Linked DNA regions of Mus musculus: region 2 is linked to region 1. A link is a contact called in public targeted proximity ligation data. All regions are on one chromosome and are shown on one strand. The core of a region is the stretch at or near the end of the contact, and the rest is flanking DNA. Distances in the headings are between cores, read along the strand shown.

Region 1 (5,253 bases), core at 940-3,439:
CCACGCACCCTCCAGTGAAGTCTTCTTGACAGGCTGAGAAGCCTAGGAGCACTCACGAGGCATAGAGTTTCAAAAGGAACTTACCTCCTGGAGCTTTGGCGTTCTCATAACCTGTATACTCACACCCTATCCCAGCATTAGTCTAGTGTATGGATCCGCGTGCTCTCTTTTAGTATTATTTTATTATAAGTGTCTTTTAAGTTTGAATTCTGACATAGCCAGAGCCTTCGCCAGTGTTCCAATGTCCTAGAAAATGCTTGAAGCCGAGGAGCTTGATAGAGACAGTAACTAATTAATCATTACAAAAGATGGAGCCAGCAGCTCAGGGCTGGTCTGCACAGTGTTTACTAAGGACAGTAGTTAGTCTCACCCAAACAAGGGACTACCATGAAAGAGCCAGGGAATCCCACTGAGACAGAAATCTTCAGTACAGGCTACATTGCATATTAGAAGCAAGTTGGTGAATTCTTCTGACAAATGGAGATTCTCCAGATACTTAAAAGTTACACTCATATAAGAATTTATCAAGGCCTAGGAAATAGGGGGGTTGTGGTATTGCATTATTCATGAGAAGGTCTGCTAGAGCAGAACCCCCTGGTGCTAGCCTTCATAAGGCTCAAAAGAGTAGCATTATGGTGTGAAATCCTTACCTGTCATTAAGCTGACCCTAGGCAGGACTGCTTTATCATTACTGTAAACACCTACCTGGTTCCTGTAAGTCCCTTTGAAGTCACTCCTTTGTTTTGTGTCAGGCAACTTCAATGTACTTTGCCTGCTGTGACTTCCTACCCCCTTTATTTTCTGTCCTATACAAGACTGGTGTTCACTTTGTGACAATACATTCAGATTCTACACAATTTCCTGTGTGCATCTGTCTGTCATTCCCGCCGACTCCTTGCCCACCTGTGACTAGAGACCCTTTCCACGCAGACAAAGGGACCCAGAGGGTCTGCAGCAGGGGATACTTGGGTTTGTATTCATTTTAATAGTTATTACAGAGAAATGCTACCAATCAGATCACATTTAGGCACTGGGGCCAGAATGGCTAACACATAGCTGACTCAGGCTGGAGAGATGGCTCAGCCATTAAAGGTTACGCTTCCAATCAAAATATGAGAGGACTCCATAGGTCTACATTATAAGAGAGTGAGTTGCCAGGAAGAGAGTTGGCACAAAAAAAAATGGAAAAAAGGGAAAAGAAGCTATGTTAGGTGAGGTGGTTCTCTGAGCAGGGGTCACTTAGCTAAATGGTAAGGGGTTGGTGGAAAGAGCAGGCCACCCAGAGGGGATGACAAATGTAGATCATCTACAAACTACAGAAAATGAAAAATACCTAAAATATACAGTATACAGCCTACCATTCAAAAATGACAACTTAAATAAGATGGTCTAGAAAATAATTTCTTCACAAATAGTAGAGATGGCGAGACTAAATACTATATATACTAAATATCTATAGGTAAATAGAGAAGAATCACAGAAGAGCTTTCTCAGAAGTGAAAAATGAAATGAAATGAAATGAAATGAAATGAAATGAAATGAAATGAAATGAAATAAATTGAAGTCACCACACCCAGATGGTTTCAGAACAGAACTCCAAGAAAACAAGATCAGGCAACACACCTGAGATCTAAGAAAGTATAGACAAAGAAGCAGGGGTTTAAATTCAGTAAATCTCTCTGTAAAAATGAATATAATATTGTTACCAATAATTAACAAATACTATAAACACACACACATACACACTCATGCACACATGTGCACGCATGTGTGCACATGCGCACACACCACAAAACAGAACAATCTCATTGGTCTAGGTTCATTTCTGTTACCATGATAAAATATCCTGACAGAAAAGCAACTTCTAGGAGGGAGTGTTTAGTTTAGCTAGCAACCCCAGGCTACAGTCCATCACTGATTTCTGAAAGCAAACAATGAAACCCTATAGGTACTGGGGAAAGGAGAAATTTTCTAAATTTCTTTAGAACTGAAAAGCAGATAATTTTTTCTTACTTTTATTCAAAACCCGAGTTCAATGAACTAGAAAGTGATTGTCTAGTTAGTGCTTCTGTTGTGATAAAATGGCCACTAAAAAGTGACTGAGGGAGGAAAGGGTTAATCTGGCTCACCCTTGAACAGGAAGTGGGGAGAGGGAGGAAGCAGAGAGAGGAGGCTTTACTTCCTGGATTCCTTCCTCTGCCTGCTCAACCTGCTTTCTTACAGAATTTACATCTGCCTGCCCAGAGATGCTGCTGCCAAGAGTGACCCTGCTCCATCAATCATCAGTCAAGCCTGTAGGCCAGGCTAAGGGAGGCAATTCCTCAGCTGAGGCTCCCTCTTCCCAGGGGACTCTAGTTTGTGTCTAGTGGGCAAAAACTAACCAGCACAGTAATTCGTGGTTAATAAAAATTTTAATTTTTCTCAATGAGCAAAAATGTTAATGTTTTAAGGAACCATGATTTCCGGTATAAAATGAATAAAATAAAATTCAGAGAAATTAAATCAACCGCTGTCATTTTCACTGCAGTTGAAGCACCAGGCTGTTCTTATTTCCTTCCTTGTGAAATATGCACATGTCCAATTTCTCTCCAGTGACAAGACCATGAAGCAATAGGGAGCACTGGGCATCTCGAAATGGAACAGAGGCCCAGACCTTAGCACAACTGATTCCATGATGGAAGCACCATTCAGGCCATAAAACTCAGCACATAGACAGTGCCACATGCCAAAACTAAAACCAAAAAACAATCCATATATGTTCATAGTTCTGGGAAAGCCTCAAAATGTACTAACCTTGCTCTGTAGCTTCTACAGTGCTGCTTCTGCCTGTTTTTGTTAACTGAAGTATGTCAATGCAGAGCATGGCTTTTGTGCTTAAACACTCACAAATGAGAAAAGAAGAATTCTGGGGGTCGCATTGAAGTCCCAAGCTCTAGACCTCAAGATATTGGGGTTCTCAGAGGCCATTGGAGCAAGGAAGAGTATGGTGATCAGGGAACTTCTAGGGTCAATTGCTGCCTAATGCTTCAAAGGCACCTTTGAAATGACACCTCCATTCCAAAGGAAACAAATTAGAAAGTTGCCTGGTCTGTCACCTCCAAGGGTAAGTCTGGTTAAGATGCCTTCTGTTTGGACATAAAGGAGAGGTCAGACTTGGCTGCTGATCCAGTGTCCAGGAACTAAGATGTCTCTGGATCCTTCTGTCTGTTCAGGTTATAAACATGGCCACCCCTGGTTGTCTTTATTCTCTCTCTCTCTCTCTCTCTCTCTCTCTCTCTCTCTCTGTGTGTGTGTGTGTGTGTGTGTGTGTGTGTGTGTGTGTTTCTGTGTGTTTGTCAGTTCTGCTTCCCTGTATTAACAATGGCTTTCTCTGGTGTGAGAACTCCCTGGCTCAAGCCCATAGAACAGAACTGATTGATCTGACCCAGGCTCTCAGATGGAGGAAAGCCTACCACCATATACACAGCCCCCCAGTCTGGATGCTCTCACTACCAGGCATGGTAGAAGGTGGACCTATCCTTATAAGTGACTTGACCTTTCTTTCTTGCTGCTTTTAATACCCATTCTTTACTCTGTGTTCTAAATATTTTACCTATAGTATTTGAATTATAATAGTTTGTGAGGCTTTTACTTTCTAGTGCTGCTAATTTGGAGTTCTGTAGGGTTCTTATAGCTGGATGGCCATCTTTTTCCCTAGGATATTATGCCTAAAAGTTCACCCTAAGAAAGGCTTGGTGCTACACTGGGATCATGAACACCCAGTGTAGTCACTGGCTGGCTGATAAAAACTTTCGGTTGACTTAAACCCATGTTTCAATAGTCTTCTTGGTGAATACCCCACTATCAGTGGTTGCTATGTTGCTTTTCCCAGGAGACAAAAGAAACCTGTTTTGGAGAAATATCTGACTGTCTTTTAAAGGAATGGATCAGGCTGACAGCTACTAAATCTAGTGCCAATCATAGTTGAAGTGAAAAGACAGGCACTATGTGTCTATGGCTTTGTGTAATAGAGAAAGAAAAAAAAACATTTACTACAAAAGCCTTATTGGCAAACAGAAATGAAATTAACCTTAATCTAATTAAAATGAAGCTACAACTAATAATTAAACCAGGTCTACAGTCATGGCACCCATCTGTAATCTCATGAGTGCTACTCATAGGAGGGCCACAGATTCAAGGGCATCCTTGGCTCTATAGCAAGCTGAAGGTCAGGCTGAGATCCTACATGGGGAAAAAAAAGACTAAATAAATAAACAGATAAGGAGCTGAGATGTTCCCATAATGAAGGGTTTGCCTGTCATGCCAGCGTAAGGACCACATTTCGGATTCCCAGTATCCATATAAAAGCCAGGTGTGTGTGGCAGCCTGCCTGAAATCTCAGCATTGGAGGATTCCCCAGGGAAGCTGGGCACTGAGGCTAGCAGAATCTGCACAATCCAGTTCACCCAGAGACCTTAATCTCAAGAAAAACACTGGAGAGTAATCAAGAAGTACACCTGAGGTCAACTTCTAGCTTTGAACTATGTGCACAAACATGCACTCACATGCATGAGCATACACACTACATGCACATGACACACAATATACATACATAAAGGAAGAAAGAAAGGAAAGAGAGAGAGGAAGGAAGGAAGGAAGGAAGAAAGAAAGGAAGGAAGGAAGGAAGTAAAACAGAGAGAACAAAAAAGAGAGAGAGAAAGAAAGAGAGAAAGAGAGAAAGAGAGAAAGAAAGAAAGAGAGAGAGAGAGAGAGAGAGAGAGAGAGAGAGAGAGAGGAAGGAAGGAAGGAAGGAAGGAAGGAAGGAAGGAAGGAAGGAAGGAAGGAAGGAAGGAAGGAAGGGGAAAAGAAAGAAAGAGAGGGAGGGAAAGCCTGCAAAGCTCATGATACACTGACATATGTGAAAATCAGAAAGCTGATCTAAAATCTTATCTCATGAACATATAGAGTCCTTTAAGGAGGATATAAATAACTCACTGAAAGAAATTCAGGAAATACAGTTAAACAGATAGAAGCCATTAAAGAGGAAACAAATTAATCTCTTAAAGAAGTACAGGAAAACACAAACAGGTGAAGGAATTGAAAAAAGTGGTCCAAGACCCAAAAGTAGAAATAGAAACAATAAAGAAAACACAAATGGAGGCAACCATTAAATGGAAAACCTAGGAAAGAGGTCAGGAATCACAGATATAAGCATCACCAACAGAGTACAAGAGATAGAAGAGAGAATCTCAGGTGTAGAAGGTACCTTAGAAA
Region 2 (5,241 bases), core at 349-2,848, 430 kb after region 1:
GAATACTAAATAACTCATGATGCTGAGCTAAAAAGTTCGGAAAAACTTTACTTGCTCTCAAAGCTTTGTCTAGGAAGCAGTTATATGTGTATAGGTAAATTCAGTCTCCGTGATAAAATATACAATTTGATGACACTAAGTGCACTCATATTTATGGACAGGACTAAAATCTATTTCAAACAGAACTGCTATATTCATTCCAAGCCCTTGGCATCCATCCCCTAGTCTACTTTTGTTGGTATCTACAAATCTGTCTATTCCAGGTACCTGACATCACCAGAATGAGATAGTATTTGTTCTTAGCATAGGAAGTAGCATTTTCCCAGAGACTATGAAGGCTGAATCTACCTTCCTCCATTTTTAGACATGAAGACATTGACACCCAGTGACTGCAGGCTGTAAATCATGTACCACAGGGAGTAAAAAGGCTACCTTGCTTCCCACATTGAGGCCTAAATCAGTGGCAGCACTCTGACTTTCCCACACTCTGATTTGAAAGGCAAAACCTGTTTCCTTGGCAACAGATACACACAACAAACCAACTTGGGAGCAACTTAAGTTACTATGTGTCCTGTGGTTCCCCCTTTCCCATGTTTCATTTTTAAAGAAGACACCATCAACTGAGTCGAGGAGAGGACGACATTTTGGAGAGTGTCCACAACGTGTCTGTCATGCTAAACACCATAAGTGAACTGGAAAGTGCCTAGTCTCTAAAAGGCAGTTTTCCGTGGTCTTTGTGAGTTGTCAAGAATATTCATAAGAGGTTCCCACAGATTTAGGCTAATGTGAACATCCCAGCACACATTAATCTGGGAACAGTTAACTCTATGTGAAAGGCACTAATACACGCTTGCGTTTACTTTGCACAGTTATTCTTTTACGATGTTCATAGTTCTATGAGGCAGAGACTATAATTTAGCCCCATTTCACAGATGAAGAAACAGGTAATGTCGTGTTAGCAAGCCTTCATTGCTGTGACAAAGTAGCTAAAGAAACAATAATTTATTTTAGCTTGTGGCTGGAGAGGTTCACAGTGATGAAGACACCTGGGTAGAGTGGATCAGCTTCCATCATGGCGGCCAGGAAGCAGAGAGAAAGGAAGAGAGTAGGGAGTAGGGAGCATTTATTTGTTTGTTTACTTATTTTGGTTTTTCGAGACAGGGTTTCTCTGTGTAGCCCTGGCTGTCCTGGAACTCACTCTGTAGATCAGGCTGACCTCGAACTCAGAAATTTGCCTGCCTCTGTCTCCCAAGTGCTGGGATTAAAGGCAACTGCCACCATGCCCGGCTAGGGAGCATTTATAACCTTCAAAGGCATAAGCCCGCAGTACAGGGGAACGCCAGCGCCAAGAAGTGTGAGTGGGTGGGTAGGAGAGCAGGACGGGGGTAGGGTATCGGGGACTTTTGGGATAGCATTTGAAATGTAAATGAAGAAAATATCTAATAAAAATTGAAAAAAAAGGCATAAGCCCCCCCTTCTCCTCCTTCTCCTCCTCCTCCCTTGGTGATGTACTCCCCCCTCCCAGCTAGCCCCGCCCCCTAACAGCACCACTTCCTCCCAAATAGCAGCAGCATCTGGGGACCAGGCAGTCAGCATGTGCACCTAGAGGTACTTTCATATTCGACCCACAAGTGTGTATATGGTGAATATAACGTTTGAACAAATGCCCCAGACAGTTTGACAGCAGCACAAGGGAAAGTGTCTATGATACACAAGAGACACGAGGACCAAGTATCCCTGGCTCCTGCCTCCTTCGAGATACTGGGGAAGCTTTCTCCGGGTCAAGCACGTTTTTCATTGTCCGCAAGTAGAAAGGGACTGTTGTTTCCTCCTTTGGAAAGATAATCAAGGAAAATGAAAAGCCCATCTCTGTTTTATTTCTTACTTCTCTTTTCAATAACCACAGCCCCTTTGGGGTTTGCACAAGCTGTTGTTCTTTGAGTCTTCCAGCCACAGATCTGCTGCTTGCTTTCAAAGTTGGGGGGTTAGGGGACAGAGACAGAGATAAAAGCCTCAGTCCATGATGGTAGGGAGAGCTGTGTGGAATAGGTTAGCATCGATTATGGCAGCCAAGAAGCAAAGAAAGAGAAGAAGAGACCAGGGACTAGGTATAACCTTCAAAGGTGTAGCTTCCAGGGATGTCTTTTTCATCTAGGTACTGTGGCTGGTTAGATGCACACACACACACACACACACAGAGAGAGAGAGAGAGAGAGAGAGAGAGAGAGAGAGAGAGAGAGAGAGAGAGAGAGATTGCTCCTATTTCAAGATGTTATATTATAAACTCAACCATCAAAACCACTCCAAGAAGGGTTGCATTCACTTTATATATTTGCTACATTATGTGTGGGGTAGGGAGGGAATATGGGCCATTTATTTTATTTCCTTTGTATAATGGTGATATAATTTCAAATTTAACAGCCCATCACACAATTCTATTCATTATTTCCCACCAGAAACCCTGCTAGGAGACAAAATAAATAACTTGTGAAACTTCATTCCTCAGCCCTGGGATTTTTTTTTTAAATAAAATGACTTATGTATTGAGACAAATTGTACACTTTAAAACCCTTTACTATCCCCCTGGCAATGGGGCAACGAGACACTTTGGTGATTGTAATGTTTTTATGTCAGTCAGGGGCAGAGCTGATGGCAATCTTTTGTTCATCCTAGCTTGATGCCTGGCTTGGTGGCCAAGGCTGTTTCGTGCCTGGGACACATGAAAATCAAATCAAATCAAATTCAGGCAGTACAGAGCTAGAAGAGGAAGACAAAACTGTGTTCTGCCATGTCATGCTATGCAGACTGGGAAAGATGCCTACAGACCTGTCTTCCAAAGACCCACAGTACAGGCAGACCATAGACACACAGAACCCTGCCTACCATCACACAGTGAAACATGGGAAGAAGACACACACACATGCACACACACACACACACACACACACACACACACACACACACACAGAGGGACTCATGAACCCCCATGTCACCCACAGACTTGCCCTCCAGCACACAACACAAGTGGTACACAGACACTCTCGTGCCACAAGGGCTTGCCAGGTGGGTAGCCAGCCTGCAGTGGGAGCCACCACAGTGTGTGAGTATGTGGTGGACACAGATGGGAGAGAAAGAGAAGTGGAGCAGCTTGAGCATTTTGAAGAGATGGAACTCGAGACTCGACGGTGGAGAGAAGTAGCCAGCCAGGACACCTGGGGCCATCATAAAGTCCCAGTCTGAGCTGCCACCGAGGGCCATGTCTGGGCTATAGAGTCAGAGTCAATGTCAATAGTTCCTATTACCACTAGAGATCATGGGGGCATCCCCGATCCAGGCAGCTGCCAGGAAACATGTGGATGTCTAGGGGCTGTGCAGAACTGGCCCCATCCCTCACTGGCTGCTGGCACTCTGGAGAGCTGGCCCTGCCTCTCACTGGCAGTAGCACTGGGAGAGCCTACCCTGTTCTCAGCCAGGCAGCAGAGTGGAGCCAGCCTTAGTAGCAGAAGACAACCCCATCACTTGTCTGCCATGGGGTAGCATGGGTACCGAGGTTATGCCTCCACCCCTCACCATCTCAGCAGTCAAGAGAGCTGCCTGCCTACAGAGTCATGAGCTTGGGAGAGCTAGCCCTGCCCCTCACCAACTGCAGCATTTGGGGGATCAGGCCCTGCACCTCACCTAAAAGGCACACCAGAGCTGACCCTGGTGGTAGGGGTGCCGGTGAGCCAGCCCAGAAGGCAAGAGCAGGAGAGCTAGCCCCACTGTTAATCTACTGTAAGGTGGTTCGGATGCGAGGTTAATGTCCTTTCCCTCCACACACCCTCACTACTGCTGCAGGTGGGAGATGAAATGTTTTCTTTGTTTTTTGTTTTAATGTGTGTGTGTGTGTGTGTGTGTGTGTGTGTGTGTGTGTGTGTGTGTGTGTGTGTGTGTGTTGGGGATGGGGAGGTTGTATGAGCAAAGGGCAGATATGAGGGAATGGGGAGATGAACAGGATTGGGGGGGTCAGTTTTGCATTAAAAAACACCAACTGTTACAGCAGTGTTTCTTTTGTTGGTGGCAGAAATAATAGGTGAGTAGCTGTCAAAGATCAGCTTTGACACCACAGGATAAACTGAGGCAGGCATTGGGGTATGGTGTGAAAGGGTGAAAGGGCCAGTGCTGATAGCAACCTGTGGAGGTTGCTGCTGCTGGAAGCCAGCAATTAGAGAAAAGAAAGGGGGTAATTCAAGCACACACACAAGCATGAGAGAGAGAGAGAGAGAGAGAGAGAGAGAGAGAGAGAGAGAGAGAGAGAGAGAGAGAGATGTTGAAGCAAAGACAGGCTCTAGCATTTTTTTCTCTTAACCATTTTAATACCCCCTTAAGAAAAAAAAGCTTTTCTATTTAAGAAGGAAGTTATCTCATAGCCACAAGTTAAACAATTACCACAAAAACATAGTCTTCAAAAACCAGATTAAAATCATGACGTAAGAGGAAATGTCAACCCAACTGTTGATTGTGTTTTTCTTCCTTGAAACTTAGAGCTAAGCAAACAATTCTCATTTATCTTTCTTTCCATAAGCTCATCGATTATCCAAGTTTAAGCAGACCAAGTCTATTGTAGCAAGTTTCTTTCTATGTTTGACTGAAGACAACTGGTATTTACTAAGGAACAGGTCATCTGTCTGACATCCTATTTTTGAAGTCTTGATCAGTTAGACTGGCTAATCATCTGTTCTCTGTTCTTATAATAGAGTTGTTTATTCTTCATTCATAGCCGATTTCATAGTGCATACCGAGGACCTATTACCCCATTCCTAGAGCACAAGACCAAGGAACTCAGGCCCAACCTAGAGTGAAAGCTTTCTTTGAGCATTTCCTTGTCCCGAGCCTTTTTTTCTCACTTTTACAACACGTGCTTGCAGTGCACGGACGCTCAGTGTGCTCCTTTCTCTACCTCATGCAGCTTTTGCCTGTCTGTGAGGAGGGGGCATCTTCTGTTCTTGATTCTAACTTTAAACGTTTTATCAACTACCCTAACTTCCAAACATGATTTAAATCAAGCTAACTTCCTAAAACTGCTTAAATCAAATCAGGAATTCCATAAAAATCATTGATTCATCCAAACAGCATTACCTCAAGAACTTGCATCTTCATGTTGATCCTCAGAAAACTTGCCCAACAGAGTGGGCTATCACTTAGTAAGTAATCGCACCAGGTTATAGGCAGTGAGGGTCTTCTGGTGTCTACTCACACTGA

What was found.
Region 2: a targeted proximity ligation map of pro-B cells shows a contact between it and region 1, with 6 times the contacts expected there. A contact is called at or near these places in 2 of 39 promoter capture datasets (the 3T3-L1 cell line and hippocampal neurons), 19 of 484 Hi-C or Micro-C datasets (the AML12 cell line, the C2C12 cell line, the G1E-ER4 cell line and 14 more), 3 of 130 datasets of targeted methods (large pre-B cells and pro-B cells) and 1 of 9 other capture datasets (embryonic stem cells).

The regions. Positions count from the first base shown.
Region 1 is chr19:31,973,877-31,979,129 of GRCm38.p6, forward strand. No RefSeq gene overlaps it. Among named protein-coding and RNA genes, the nearest start is that of A1cf, 110 kb to the left of the region's middle.
Region 2 is chr19:32,405,358-32,410,598 of GRCm38.p6, forward strand. No RefSeq gene overlaps it. Among named protein-coding and RNA genes, the nearest start is that of 2700046G09Rik, 19 kb to the left of the region's middle.